Regions from separate parts of the Mus musculus genome. Here regions 2 and 3 are each linked to region 1. Evidence: chromatin contacts called from public promoter capture Hi-C data. All regions are on one chromosome and are shown on one strand. Each heading gives the region's core, a stretch centred on a gene start, on an enhancer-like site or on the middle of the called end of the contact. The rest is flanking DNA. Distances are from core to core; before and after follow the strand shown.

Evidence for each region. Promoter capture Hi-C pulls out the DNA fragments that hold promoters and counts their contacts. Capture Hi-C pulls out chosen DNA fragments and counts their contacts.
Region 2: a promoter capture Hi-C map of liver shows a contact between it and region 1, with 2.2 times the contacts expected there. The contact joins the promoter of Atp1a2 here to the promoter of Usp21 in region 1. A contact is called at or near these places in 2 of 39 promoter capture datasets (hippocampal neurons and liver) and 2 of 9 other capture datasets (adipose tissue and liver).
Region 3: a contact with region 1 is called in a promoter capture Hi-C map of hippocampal neurons, with 2.4 times the contacts expected there. The contact joins the promoter of Kcnj9 here to the promoter of Usp21 in region 1. A contact is called at or near these places in 3 of 39 promoter capture datasets (cranial neural crest, hippocampal neurons and liver).

What each region holds. Positions count from the first base shown.
Region 1 is chr1:171,286,243-171,290,578 of GRCm38.p6, reverse strand. Usp21 (ubiquitin specific peptidase 21) reads left to right here and starts at 2,618. Exons shown (of 13, transcript NM_013919.4): 1 at 2,618-2,817; 2 at 3,609-4,229. The coding sequence starts at 3,630. It overlaps Ufc1 (ubiquitin-fold modifier conjugating enzyme 1), which reads left to right. Exons shown (of 7, transcript NM_025388.3): 3 at 363-430; 4 at 632-695; 5 at 985-1,061; 6 at 1,318-1,408; 7 at 1,608-2,015. The coding sequence ends at 1,688.
Region 2 is chr1:172,296,584-172,300,717 of GRCm38.p6, reverse strand. It overlaps Atp1a2 (ATPase, Na+/K+ transporting, alpha 2 polypeptide), which reads left to right and starts at 2,654. Exons shown (of 23, transcript NM_178405.3): 1 at 2,654-2,837. The coding sequence starts at 2,826.
Region 3 is chr1:172,327,156-172,331,589 of GRCm38.p6, reverse strand. Kcnj9 (potassium inwardly-rectifying channel, subfamily J, member 9) reads left to right here and starts at 2,268. Exons shown (of 4, transcript NM_008429.3): 1 at 2,268-2,455; 2 at 3,492-3,592.

The DNA of each region.
Region 1 (4,336 bases), core at 1,369-3,868:
AGACCAGGCTGGCCTCGAACTCAGAAATCTGCCTGCCTCTGCCTCCCAAGCACTAGGATTAAAGGCATGCGCCACCACTCTCGGCCTTTTTTTTTTTTTTTTTTTTGACAAGAGGGACTACCCTTGGCTCCAGTGCCCGTGTGTGTGTGTGTGTGTGTGTGTGTGTGTGTGTGTGTGTGTGGTGGTTGCTTTTTGTTTTTCATGTCAAGGTTTCTCTGTGTAGCTCTTGCTGTCCTGGCTTTGTAGACCAAGCTGGCCTCGAACTGAAAGATCTGCTTGCATCCTGAGTGCTGGGGTTAAAGGTGTTCGCCACTCTCCAGCTCCAGCTCCCTTTTCTCCAAGATCTCATTTTCTGTTTGCAGTATGTGGAGAACAACAAGAATTCGGACAATGATTGGTTCCGACTGGAGTCCAACAAGGAAGGGACCCGGTAAGCAGGTCCTTGGGAGGTGTGGGTAGGAGCCTCACCTGGCTTGAGCAATCTGGTATCTCATAACTACCCGCCAAAGCCGCCATGCAGCAGTGTATAGAGTTCCTAATTCCTGACATGGGAGTCTTGCAGTTTGATGACCTAAGCAGAGCTGTTGTTTGCATCGGCTAGGAATGGTCTGAGGTTTGGTCTCTGTTGCAGGTGGTTTGGAAAATGCTGGTACATCCACGATTTCCTCAAATATGAGTTCGACATCGAGTTTGAAGTGAGTGTGATAGAATGGGAAGGATGAAGGTTAGTAGAAAAGGCTTGGTGACCTGATTGGTGACAAGCTAACCTTTCAGGAAGGGACCAAATGAAGCTTTTAAAGTGGGAAGGGAAAGCTGAGGCCTGAAGCAGATATGTAAGAGTTGCTAATCTCTGTGCCTAGAATCCTGGTGTGTACATGCTGCCTGTGGAATCTGCGGAACAAGCAGTTCAGCCAAGAGATGCATATGTCTGACTAGGCTAGTTCATTTTTCTCTCGTCTTATTATGGCTTTGTAATTCCTCCAGATTCCTATCACATATCCCACTACTGCTCCGGAAATTGCAGTCCCTGAGCTGGACGGGAAGACAGCAAAGATGTACAGGTAGGACTGACGAGGTGGTGAGAGAGAGCAAAGGTAGCCTTAGGGAAGAGCCCAAGAGACAATGGTTTCCCCAGAGCCTGCTCCAGCTGCTCCAGAGTCTAGGGGGAGTCCAGCTCTCCTCTGTCAAGCCTGAGCAAAGTACTTAGCTGACCTTGTTCTCCATTCTGAGCACTAACAATCTTCCTGTGTTCCCAAGAGGCTGCTCTACGTTAAGACTGTCTCACGTGTCAATGCTTTCCTCTCGTCTTTCTCACAGGGGTGGCAAAATATGTCTGACTGATCATTTCAAACCTTTGTGGGCCAGGAATGTGCCTAAGTTTGGACTAGCTCATCTCATGGCCCTGGGGGTGAGTTTGTTAATTTCGGTGTATGAGAGGAAGAGGGAGGGTTCAGGGATAAGTAATATCCTACACGTAGCTGAGACTAGACATTCCTTGGGCATGTCCTCCTAGGCTCTAGGACCTAGAGTCTCCGGGGAGGAGACTCAGGTGGAACAAGAGGCATGGACTGTGACAGTAACTTCACAGGGTTTCCCTTGCATTGCAGCTGGGTCCTTGGCTGGCAGTGGAAGTCCCCGATCTGATCCAGAAGGGTGTGATCCAGCACAAAGAAAAATGCAGCCAATGAAGGACTACGCCCCTGAGGCCGGACTGAGGGACCGTGGCTAGGCTCCATTCCTGTTTGCTCCTTTTTCAGGATTCCTTCAAGGGTCACCTCTGGCTGTTACAAAGTAGCTGGAGGGACAAATAAGAAAACCCAACAATAGGGCAAGGTCACAAAGTTTCTAAATGAAACTGTACAGAGAGATGAAAGATTTGGGCCTTGAAATAGGCGGTTTGTATCCCTTCTCCAAGTAGAGCCCTGGAGGCATTTTGGAGGCCTGGGGTGTAACTTACAGCACATAGCTTTTTGGTTTCTGGAGACAACCTGTCAATAAAAGCTGCTTCCCCTGGTAGCCTGTGGTTCTCATTGATGGCTGTTAAGAAGGTGAACAAGCAAAACGCGGAGGTACATGAACAACTACACTAGGTTGGGAGGAGGGTATGATAGAAGAAAATCTGGTTTCTTTCCTTGCTGTTGGGGTTCACTTTTTCCCTTTAGCAGTGAACCATGTTTTACTTAACTGCCTGAGCCTACAAAGAAGCTTGAAGAATGAGTTTTACAGGTCCAGCGTTCTCTTCCCACTAGGGATCTCCCCACCCTTAGGTGGAGTTGCTAAATGCTTCTCTATTGGTTTGCTGGCTAGACCTGGACCTGCATGCTGCTTTCTCACTGCATCCCTCTTGCTTCCGAAGAATCTGTGTTGTAAGCCCTTCCGTTACTTTTCGACTCTTGGGCTCTTCATCTCTATGGACCATATATGACTGGGTGAGGGGCCTTGGCCTCAGGGACTTGCAGCAATGGTTTAAAGACCACCATCAGGCAGGGCCTGAAACTAGTGGTTCTAAAGTTGGCTGCGTTTCCATGGTGTCGGTCGGGGAGCCGTGGGGGCGGGCTCACGCAAGCGCCGAGGAGGTAGGTGGGAGGATTCCGAGTGTGGGCGCGCAGGCGCCTAAGAGACTGTGAAGCCGGTGGCCGGTGGCCGGGCGGCACCAACAAAGATGGCGGCGGCCCTTGCGGCGGGAGCAAGCTGGGCAACAGCTGCGGCTAAAGCTGCAGCCCGGCCTGTGGGGAGGCTGTTTGGGGATAAGAGGGGGTGGCCCTGAGCTGGAGCTGGACCCCGGCTGGCCTCCCCCGCCGCCTCACCGGGGGACAGGTATGGGCCGGGACGTTATGGCGGGGTGGGGTGGGAGAGCCGAGGGAGGATGGATCCAGACCCCAGAGGACGTTCACCACAAAGGGGGATGCTCGCGGTGCCCAGCGGGGCCTGGGAGAACTGGGCTGGAAGAACGGCATTCTCGGACCGCGGGGAATATGCCGCCGGACCCCGCAGCCAATCAGCAGCCTCGGCCTTTCTGCCCTCGAGGGGGGCGGACCCGGGTAAAACCCTGCTGTGGTGGGAGAGGTGCACAAATTAGGGGTCAAGTAGTTCGTCCTCCATCTCAAACCATTGCCCCCCTGGGCCCAGATACCAAGTAGGATCCCAGAATTGGAGGAGGGAGTGGATTGCAGATCACCCGTTTAATCCGCTTCATTTGCAACCCAGAGGAGCTGGGGTTGAGATTGGAATGCTGTCTTTTGGACTGATTCCTGCGTCCACAGTCCCAGGTCTATGGCACATCCCACTTGACTAGCCACATATGGGGAGTTTGTAGATTATAAAAACAGCTGAGATTGAGAGTACCAGTGGCTTTTAAATAAATCTGTATTCTATAGAGAGGGGGTGGGGCATGAAAAGGTCAAAATGATGGTCTGCTATTCAATCATTTGTTTATTCAAGGAGTACTAAGTATTTTTCGTATGCCAAACATTGCCAGGTCCTGGAGATGCAAGAACTGATTTTATAAACGTTATATGTACCCTCGGTACATGAAGAAGACAGCTTGCATGATCGCCTGTATCTTCTCTCCCTTCCTAATTCAAACGCTGACTCTCTTTTCTCCTCAGGTCCAGCCTGTGGTGCCCACAATGCCCCAGGCTTCTGAGCACCGCCTGGGCCGGACTCGAGAGCCACCTGTCAATGTACAGCCCCGAGTGGGAGCCAAGATACCATTTCCTCCCCGGGCACGCAGCAAGGAGCGCCGAAACCCAGTTCCTGGGCCAAACTCCATGTTACGACCTTTGCCTCCCAGGCCAGGTCCCCCAGATGAAAGGCTCAAGAAACTGGAGCTGGGTCGGGGTCGGACCTCAGGCTCTCGTCCTAGAGGTCCCCTTCGAGCAGATCATGGGGTTCCCCTGCCTGGCTCACCGCCCCCAGCTGTGGCTCTGCCTCTCCCATCCCGGACCAACTTAGCCCGTTCCAAGTCTGTGAGCAGTGGGGACTTGCGTCCAATGGGGATTGCCTTGGGAGGGCACCGTGGCGCTGGCGAGCTAGGGGCTGCACTGAGCCGCTTGGCACTCCGGCCTGAGCCACCCACTTTGAGACGTAGTACTTCTCTCCGGCGTCTTGGGGGCTTCCCTGGCCCCCCTACCCTGCTCAGCATACGGACAGAGCCCCCTACTTCCCATGGCTCCTTCCACATGATATCTGCCCGGCCTTCTGAGCCTTTCTACTCTGATGACAAGATGGTGAGGACTTGACAGCACACGTGGTCTCTCCCATGCTCATGTTCCTCTTGCCTTCAACTTTGTCATACTATGGCTTTCCTGTGTTCCCTTCTCTGAGTCCCTTTGTC
Region 2 (4,134 bases), core at 1,405-3,904, 1.0 Mb before region 1:
GTTCTCAGGTCTTTCTGGTTTTCCTCCTTTGTTCCTCTCTTGACTCAAATAAGTCCCCCTGTCTGGATCCCCAGTTAGAGATTAAAGGGCCAGATGTCTACCTCCACTGTGATCTGGGGTCTGAGACAGACTCCCATAGGTCCGTGAAGGGAGTGGTCAGGAAGGCGTGGGTGAGAAGCAGGCTGTAGGTGCTCTGCCTGCTGTCACTTGTTGCCTCTCGAGTACACAGCAGAGCACAGTGTCCTTGGGGCTCTGGTCACTCAAATGCAGGACATGGCAGGGAGCCCTAGCAGGCTTTGCAAGCAGAGGAAGGGCACAGCCCTTTCCGTTACTGAGACAGCAGAACCAGGCTGTGGGAAGGCCTGGGCAGTACAAGAAGGTGCCAGCAGGGGTGGGAGGAGGTTGGGGGAGCACTCAGAGCCTTTCTCTTCAGCCTTACCTTATATCTTGAAGAGGCTAGGGCGATTACTCAGGAACTCTGGCTCAGGCCTATAGATGCTACTTATACCCCCCAAAAGGATCATCTATTCACCCCTAAACCCCACACTCCACTAGCCTTCAGGTAAATCTTCTAGAGCCTTCGTCCCCAGCTTTACATCTTCAGCTGTTCTCTGTGTCCTTGACACACAGGGACTGTGTTTAATTTCCTCTCATGATTTTCCCAGTCTCATCTACTCCAGACCCAGACCATGAGAATGGACCACAGACCATGAGAAAGTCCATGTGTGCTTATAGGGCCCATCCTTCCTGCGTAGGCCCAGGAGGAAACAGTTAGGGGCAGGTAGGCGCTGACCCTCCGGTGTCTGTAATGGAAAAATCTCAGCTGCAGAGCCGGAGGTGGCCAGCTATTTAGGGAATTCAGATGTGAGCCCTGTGCTCTGAGAGTAGATTTCCTGGACAAGAGGTCCATAATCGCTCTACAGGGAGCTCCCTCCAGGGCCAGAGGGGGCTCAACCCAGCCAGCCCAGCCAGCGGGCACCTTAGGACTCCTGCCAATGCCTCATTGCCTCCCTCCTCCTTCCCAGCCAGGGTTCTCAGACCTGCCCCTGCTCAGTGGGCGTCCACTCACTCACTACATTTCGGTGCCCAGAGAAATGGGGACACTGCAGAACTTTATCCCTCTAACTGTTCCTAGTCGGTGGGGGCAGAAAATCTTCTTCTCTCTGTCCCCAGCCTCCATTCTTCAACAAATGAATGATGCCAACACCCCCCCCCGCCCCCAGAGCGGCTGGGCTGGTCATGAGTTATCTGCTCTGTTCCTGTTTCTATTGAGAGTAATGTTGAAGACATCTTCTCAGCTGGAGGTGAAGCCCCCTCCCTCCCCCCAGACCCAACCTCCAGGATCTCCCATGCCATTAAACAGGTCTCTCACAGTGGAGTCTGCCTGACCCCTTCCTCCCAGAAGGAACCAAGGAAGTCCTTGCTCTTTCTAGTCCCACAGAGTTGGTATTTGAGGTGATAATGACTTCCATGCCCTCCTGCTACACCTTCCAGATTTGACTTCTCATACCATTCACCGACCTCCGACTCAGACTCACTCAAAGCTCCCCTGTAGCAGTGAAGGGGAGGCTCATCTGCTTCATACACAGAATGGCAGAAATGCTTCCACGTGCCTGTTGTGCCCGGACTTGGGCGGCCTTCCTGGCTCTTTCATATCTTCTGTCCTTCACCTTCCCAACTGCTTCTAAGTGCGGAGACTCTTGCTTGTCTTGAACACTGGGTTACAGGTGTGTCCACCATTAAAAATCATGTCACAATGTTATAACCAACAACATTCATGTCATCTACAAACCACACTGGACAACTATGAAATCACATTATCCAGAGAGAGAGAGAAAGAGAGAGAGAGAGAGAGAGAGAGAGAGAGAGAGAGAGAGAGAGAGAGAGAGAGAGAGAGAACGAACGTTGGTGGTGGCACATTCTCTTAATCCCAGCAGAGGCAGGGGGATCTCTGAATTTAAGGATTAGCCAGATCTGTAGAGCGATTTCCACAACAGCCAAAGCAACACAGAGAAAACTTGTGTCAAAAAACAAACAAACAAATAAAAAATCGCTACACTGTTACAAAGCATCTCAATGTTTGAAGTAAGGTTAGGATGTATTGGGCCAAATTCCTAGCTATGGTGGTGGTGGGGTGGCGTATGGAGCCCAAGAGCAACAAGTGGGACATGCCTGGTGCAGCATCTCCAGGCTTTGGTTCTGCAAGGAGCTTCAAAAGCAAGAGTCGTCTGATTCTAGTTCTAATTCTTTCTTGGTCACAACGTCCTTGCAGCCCCTTACAGCAGATGGAGCAGGCTGTTGCTTTCTCTGGAAACTTGGATGTGAGCTCAGGGAGATTCTGTCTTATCCAGTAAGATTGCTGAATTCTTATAGCCTTGCTTCCCCACCTGGAAATATAGGCAATTAGTCCCAGGACCATGAGCTGGCTGCTCTCGAGGGGCCACCTCTCCTTTTTCCAGCTACCCCTTCCCCATTCCTTTCCCCTTGCTTCTCTCTTGGTTGTAGCTGCCCATGGGATGGGGAAATGCTAAGAGGAGCTGAGGGGGACAGACCGGGGACAAAACAGGACCATCAGCTGGGCCAGTTGCTAAAGAGGCGGGAGGGGAGGGGAGGAGTCCTCAGGGATCCAGTTTCAACAAACGTTTCTTTCCCCAGAAGGGGAAGGCGGGAGTGAGGGGGAGAGGGACCTATTTAAAGCTACCCTGTTGCTCAGACTGTCTCTGTCTGTCTGCCAGGGTCTCCAGCTGCCCCAGACAGGCGGTGTGGTCTTGGGATCCTCCTGGTGACCTTTCCAGCCTAGGTCCCCTCAGCCACTCTGCCCCAAGATGGGTCGTGGGGTGAGTATCCCTCCAAGATCAGGGGCCACTCTCTGGAGGGTGGAGTAGAAATGGGACGTGGAGAGAGGGGTGAGAGACGCTGACGGACTGCGTGGGATGGTTTGAACTTGGAACTAGTCTCCCGACTGCACATGCATGTGGATTCGTTCCACGGAGCTCATGAGCCTAGGGACTGGCAGGTTCTGCAGCTACCCTGCTCTCTGCCTCTCCCACAACTAGCCTAAGAAACTACCCAAGTGTCCTTCTAGATCTCCCTGCTCTCTGCCCACTCATCCTTACTCCACAAATCCCTCCTCTCGCTCCACAATCCCGAGCTTCCCAGCTGAAGAGATCTTTGACACTGTTAGTTCTCTGCCGTCCTTGTTACCCACTGAAAATATCTATTGCTCTGAGGTCCTTAGCCCAAGAGTACAGGGGCCAGCCTGGGGCTGGGAAGAGCCACCTAGCAGTTGATTACACCAGTTCCCAGAGTTCTTCATGCCAGAGTCAGCTGGGGCAGAGAGAGCAAAGATGTATCCCCAGCCCTCACCCCAGCACCCCTCCGGATGTCCCCATAAGCACTGTCCTGGGCTCCAGGCCATAGGTTTTGGGGACCTTTCCAAAGGCTGCTGAGAACTGCGCCTGCCTATGGCATTGTGAAGCAATGGATTTGCCAGTGAAAAGATTAACAGCCATATCTGGGCGAGCAAGGACAAGGCTTCCAATTCTTGGGAATAAAATCCCCATATGAAGAAAAAGGACCCAATCCCTTTCCATACTGTGCTTGGAAGTTTTCCTCATGTGGAATCCTGGCAAAAGAGGGCACAGAGGGAAAGGGCTTGACAGGCCATTGCAAAATGCAAGGGGGACAGTGCCACAGGGTGCTGTGAGCCAATTTCTGGATCCAAGGAGGAGTCAGGCAAGGACATGTTATTGCACTAAGCTGAACAGCTGGAAAAACTCGAATCCTGGACACCAGAGATCCAGAGCTTGGGTGGGAACTGGAAATAGAAGACCATCGCGCATGTGTGCATACATGCATCTGTGTGTGTGTGTGTGTGTGTGTGTGTGTGTGTGTGTGTGTGTACACGTGTCCACAACCTTACAATAGCGTGTTCCTAGGATAGTGCTGCAGGCTTCCATGGGTGAACCTGCACTATGTTTCAGCAGGAGAATTTGCAAATGAAGGGCCTCTGGGCATACAGGGTGATGGGTGGTGAGTGTAAGGTGAGGGCTGTAAGCCCGCCCTTAGGAACTATCTATGGGCAATGGGTTTCCCCAAGGAAGAGTCATGGTTAAACTGGGACCTTCAGTAATA
Region 3 (4,434 bases), core at 1,019-3,518, 1.0 Mb before region 1:
GTTGCCAGTGAGACTGCAAAATGGTACAGTCGCTCTGGAAGAGTTTGGCAGTCACCTGAAAAACTAAACATACTCTTTCCATATGATATTGCAACCATACTCCTTGGTATTTACCGCACCCCCAAAAGCTGAAAACTTGTCTAAATAAAAACCCTGCACACAGATGTTTGTAGCAACTTTATTTGGAATCGGCAAAAACTGGAAATGAAATGACTTTCAGTGGCTCAATGGACAAATGAATTGTGGTACTTCCTGGCCGTGGACCATCATTCAGTACCAAAATGAGATGAGCTGTGGAGCTAAAAAAGACATGAAGCAACCTTAAATGCACAAGTGGAAGAAGCCAATCCAAGGAGCTGCATACTGTATAATTCCAACCCCATGGCATCCTGGAAAAGGCAGAACCACAGAAACAGGTTTTTAAAAAATCAGAGATTGCCAAAGGCTAAGGGGAGAGTGGATGGCTGGGGGTAGCAGAGAGGAAAGTATCGGCCACACCATCATAGCGGATACACATCCTCGTGGCCGTTCTGGGTTTACAGCAAGAGAAACCACACCGAGAGAAAGTCCTAATGTGAACTAGAAACCAGTGATCATGCTGTGCCAAGTTAGATTTGTAAGTCGTAAACAAGCTACTATTCTCACTGGAGATGTCTAGAGTAGAGGAAACTGTGTATGCCAGGCAGAAGGCATGTGGAAACTCTTAGTGCCTTCTCTCAGTTTATATGTGTTTGTGTGTATGTATACATCTTTGTGTGTATGTGTGTGCATGTACACGTGCGTACACACAGAAGTCTGAAGTCGATGTTTTCCTATATCACTCTCCACCTTAGTTTTTCAGACAGGGTCCCTCATGAAACCTGGAATTCACCAGTTTGTTGGGGCTAACTGGCCAGTGAGCTCTGGGCATCCTCATGTCTCTGCCTTCTCAGCTGGGATTCCACGTGTTTGCCACCACATCCTGCATTTACACGGGTGCTGAGAACCCAAGCTCAGGTCCTCATCAGTAGGGCAAGCACTTAACTGACTGGGCCATCTTCCCAGGCTCTTCTCTTGCTGTACAATTAAAAGTACTCTTTGAAAAAGTCTTTTAAATATGCATGCCTATATTTCCAGCACCGAGGAAGTGGAGCCAACCTGGGCTAGACAGTAAGACCTGGTCTTGGGGGTGGGGAACACCTAACAAAAACAAAAACAAAAACAAAAACAAAAACAAAAAACACCCAAAAACATTAAATGAAGAGCCAGGGCAGTGACAAGACACGTGACTCCCCAATCTCTGTCCAACTCTGGAATTCAATAGGCTACTTTTTCTGTTTTCCTCATCCATAAATAGAAAAAGGGATAACTGTCTCACAGGATTGTCACAGAAATTAAATGAGATTCTGCTGGATGGATTAGCAGTAGGAGCATGTAGCAGCAGACCTGTGCAACTCTGTGTCTTTCCACTGATGGCATCATAGGCTGCTGCTGGGCAAGGACCTGTTCATTTCATAATCGCCTCTACCTAGCCCAGTATGTGGTGTTTGAGCCCCCTAAGTCTGCTGGGTTGATGGTAAGAGCTAGCCTAGACTTCTCTCTCTCTCTGTTGGACATTTGAGGGTTTTCTCAACTTTTTGCTATGAGCAAAGTACATCTCAAACCTCTTTTATTTACATCACCTAATTTGATCTGCATCCCAGGTGAAGCCAGCAGAAGAGGGCTGTTTGCCCACGCCCACACTCTGAGACAGACAGAATCACTATGGCTCAGAGAAGTGAAGGGACCTCTTCGGGTCACAGGTATATCAGTGGTGGTGATGACGATGGCGGAGCCTCTGGCCCTGCTTCTCTAGCCCCTACCTCTGCAGACCTTTTTCTCTCTGTCTGCTGCCTTCTGCATCAGAGGTCTCTTAAAAAAATTGCAGCCTTGTCACGCTGGGCCTGGTCCTTCTGTCCGCTGTCTGGAGGGCAGCACCTTTGCCCAGTGGTCCCTGCTGGGGATTGTGAACTGCAAACTCCCAGATGGCCTCTGAAATCAAATATTTTATTTCCAATGCCTCTATTTTCCCAGAATGAGGAGCACACCAGTCCCCCCACACACACACTTGCTTTCGTCCCTATAAAGAGGTGAGGAGATGACTCTCCGTGTCCAGGAGGAAGGACTTTGGCTAAAAATAGCTGTGGCGTGTGGATTAGCCAGAGTGGTACCCAGGACTGGGAAAGGGAGGGGGACGCTGTGGAGCTGTAGCCAGACTGGTTGCCATAGAAACGAGAGAGGAGCAGGGGAACCTGGGAAGTGGGGATGACACAGATACCAAGTCCTAGTCTGAGCTGCCGTTACATTCAGGAGAAACAGCAGTGTCGGCGGCTCCCAATCTCAGAGGGAACCTAGGGTACTGGGGGAGATGGTGTCAGGGACATGGACGCCAACCCCCAAGGGTCCCTGCTGCTGGCTACTCTTCTCTCCAGGCTCTGTGAGTTGAGTTGTGGGACTTGGGGTTTGGGCCCCTATTTCTGAGCCAAGAGGGGTTTGGGTGGAGCTGCTCCCAGAGGGACTTCTCCCCGACAGACCCCTTTCCAAAAGATAAGCCCCCTGTACTGGCCAGCGCTCTCTAGAGGGAGGTGGAGTACTCCAAGATAATGTGGTGCTCGGATCTTACTGAAAGGGGTCACAGCATGCCCAAGAACTGTGGTCGGAAGAACTGGAGTTATTTGGAGGGAAGAGGAAGAAATGAAGACGTTGCTCTTCAGGTGGTGGACACCGCACACCTTTCCTGTCCCATGAAGAAGAGAGCTTTTCTCGAGATGGCAATGGCTAGGATGTCATCAGTAGGCTCCCTGGGCAGTCGTGTTCTGGGGATGATCAGACACTGGGAATCCTTCCCCATTCCTGGCCGTAGATGGAGGTCAGATCACCTTAGACCCTACGAAGACTGTCTAGAAGCCCACCTGAAGTTAATACTAGGATGAAAGAGACCTGGGGTCTCGAGGCACTGAAAACTTACAGATGAGGTGCAGAGGACATCCTGGGCTGCAGAGAGGGAAAAACAAGCCTGCTTGCTGTTGGGGGAGGGGAAGATCTTAATCTGCCATTGCCGAAGTGTTCCCAGGTCATGTCTCCTGACTTCCATGGAAAATAAGTGTGTGGGGTTACAAACCATCTTTTTGGGTTTTTTTCCTTGTGCCTTTCTTTAACATACACACACCCTCCAAAGGTCTGCTGGCTACAGAACACTTGGCTCCAAAGTTTAAAAATGGAATGTCGGGTTTGTGGGTATATATTCATGCAGTTTCTCCCTAGGATCTGGTCAAACATCCAAACCATCTGAGATCCTTATGTCACATTTCTGCCCCCACAGGGCCACCTGCTCTCCCCACTTCCCCAGCCTTCCTGCCCCACCCCTCACCCTGAATGGGAGGAGATGGCAAATCCCAGGAAAGAGAAAGGAAGGTTGATGAGTCTTAATCCTTATTCTACAGACTTCTGTTCATATGGTCCATATCTCCTAGGGGACCCTGAAAGCCTAGGAACCGACTCTGGCCATCCATCTCTCCGGGAAGATTATAACCCAGAGTGCTTCTCAGGGGGGAAGAATTTGAAGCAAAACCAGGTGGGTTTTGCTTGGAATCTGGGCTTTGTGTGGAATGTGGGCTTTGGGACATATGGCAGGAGTGGGTGGGGTTGCTGGTAGGGTAGTAAATGCAAATCAGGAAATTGGTAGGGGGGGTCGATGTGGGTGTTTGGTGTTTCGATTGGTCTGATTTCTTATCTCTTAGAAGAATACGAATCTGAGAGATACTAGACTAGCGTAACTCTGGATGGCTTGGCGCCTCCTTCATCCTTGCCGTGGGCAGTTGACCTCACTCGTCATCCTTGCCGTGGGCAGTTGACCTCACGCATGGCCCCCAATCTCCTATTGCCAACCCTTTTCAGCGTGTCTCCTGTGGGAAAGAGCCCTGGCAGGAAATGGGCTGGTATCAGAGCATCAGTGACCACGGTGAAGCAGTTAGAATTGCCAGTGGGAAGTTCCCAATGCTGAGGACATCCAACCTTTGCACACTGGAGGTTTTTGTGCACAGTCTGCATTGCTTTCTCCTTGGGAAGTCTGGGGTGGAGGGGAAATGTAGCAGGAGAAAGAGTGAGGCCAGGGAGAACACCGAGGGAACAGTCTTCAGGTGGGGCTTCTGGCAGGATGCTGAAGAGTGCTGGGGGAAGGGATAATTGCCAGGGAAAGGGCTGTGGAAGTCCTCATCGCAGGGAGGGCTTTGCATGGAGAAGGAACTGCCAAGAAGTCTACCTCTTCAGTACCCTAAATGTCTGATCCGGGGTGCCTGTGAGTTGCTACATACACCAGCTTGAGGTAGTGACGCTGAGATCTGTGACATCGAGATGGCTAATGCCTCTTATTGAACTTCGACACCCAGTTTGTGCTCTTTATCTGTGTAATCTGTA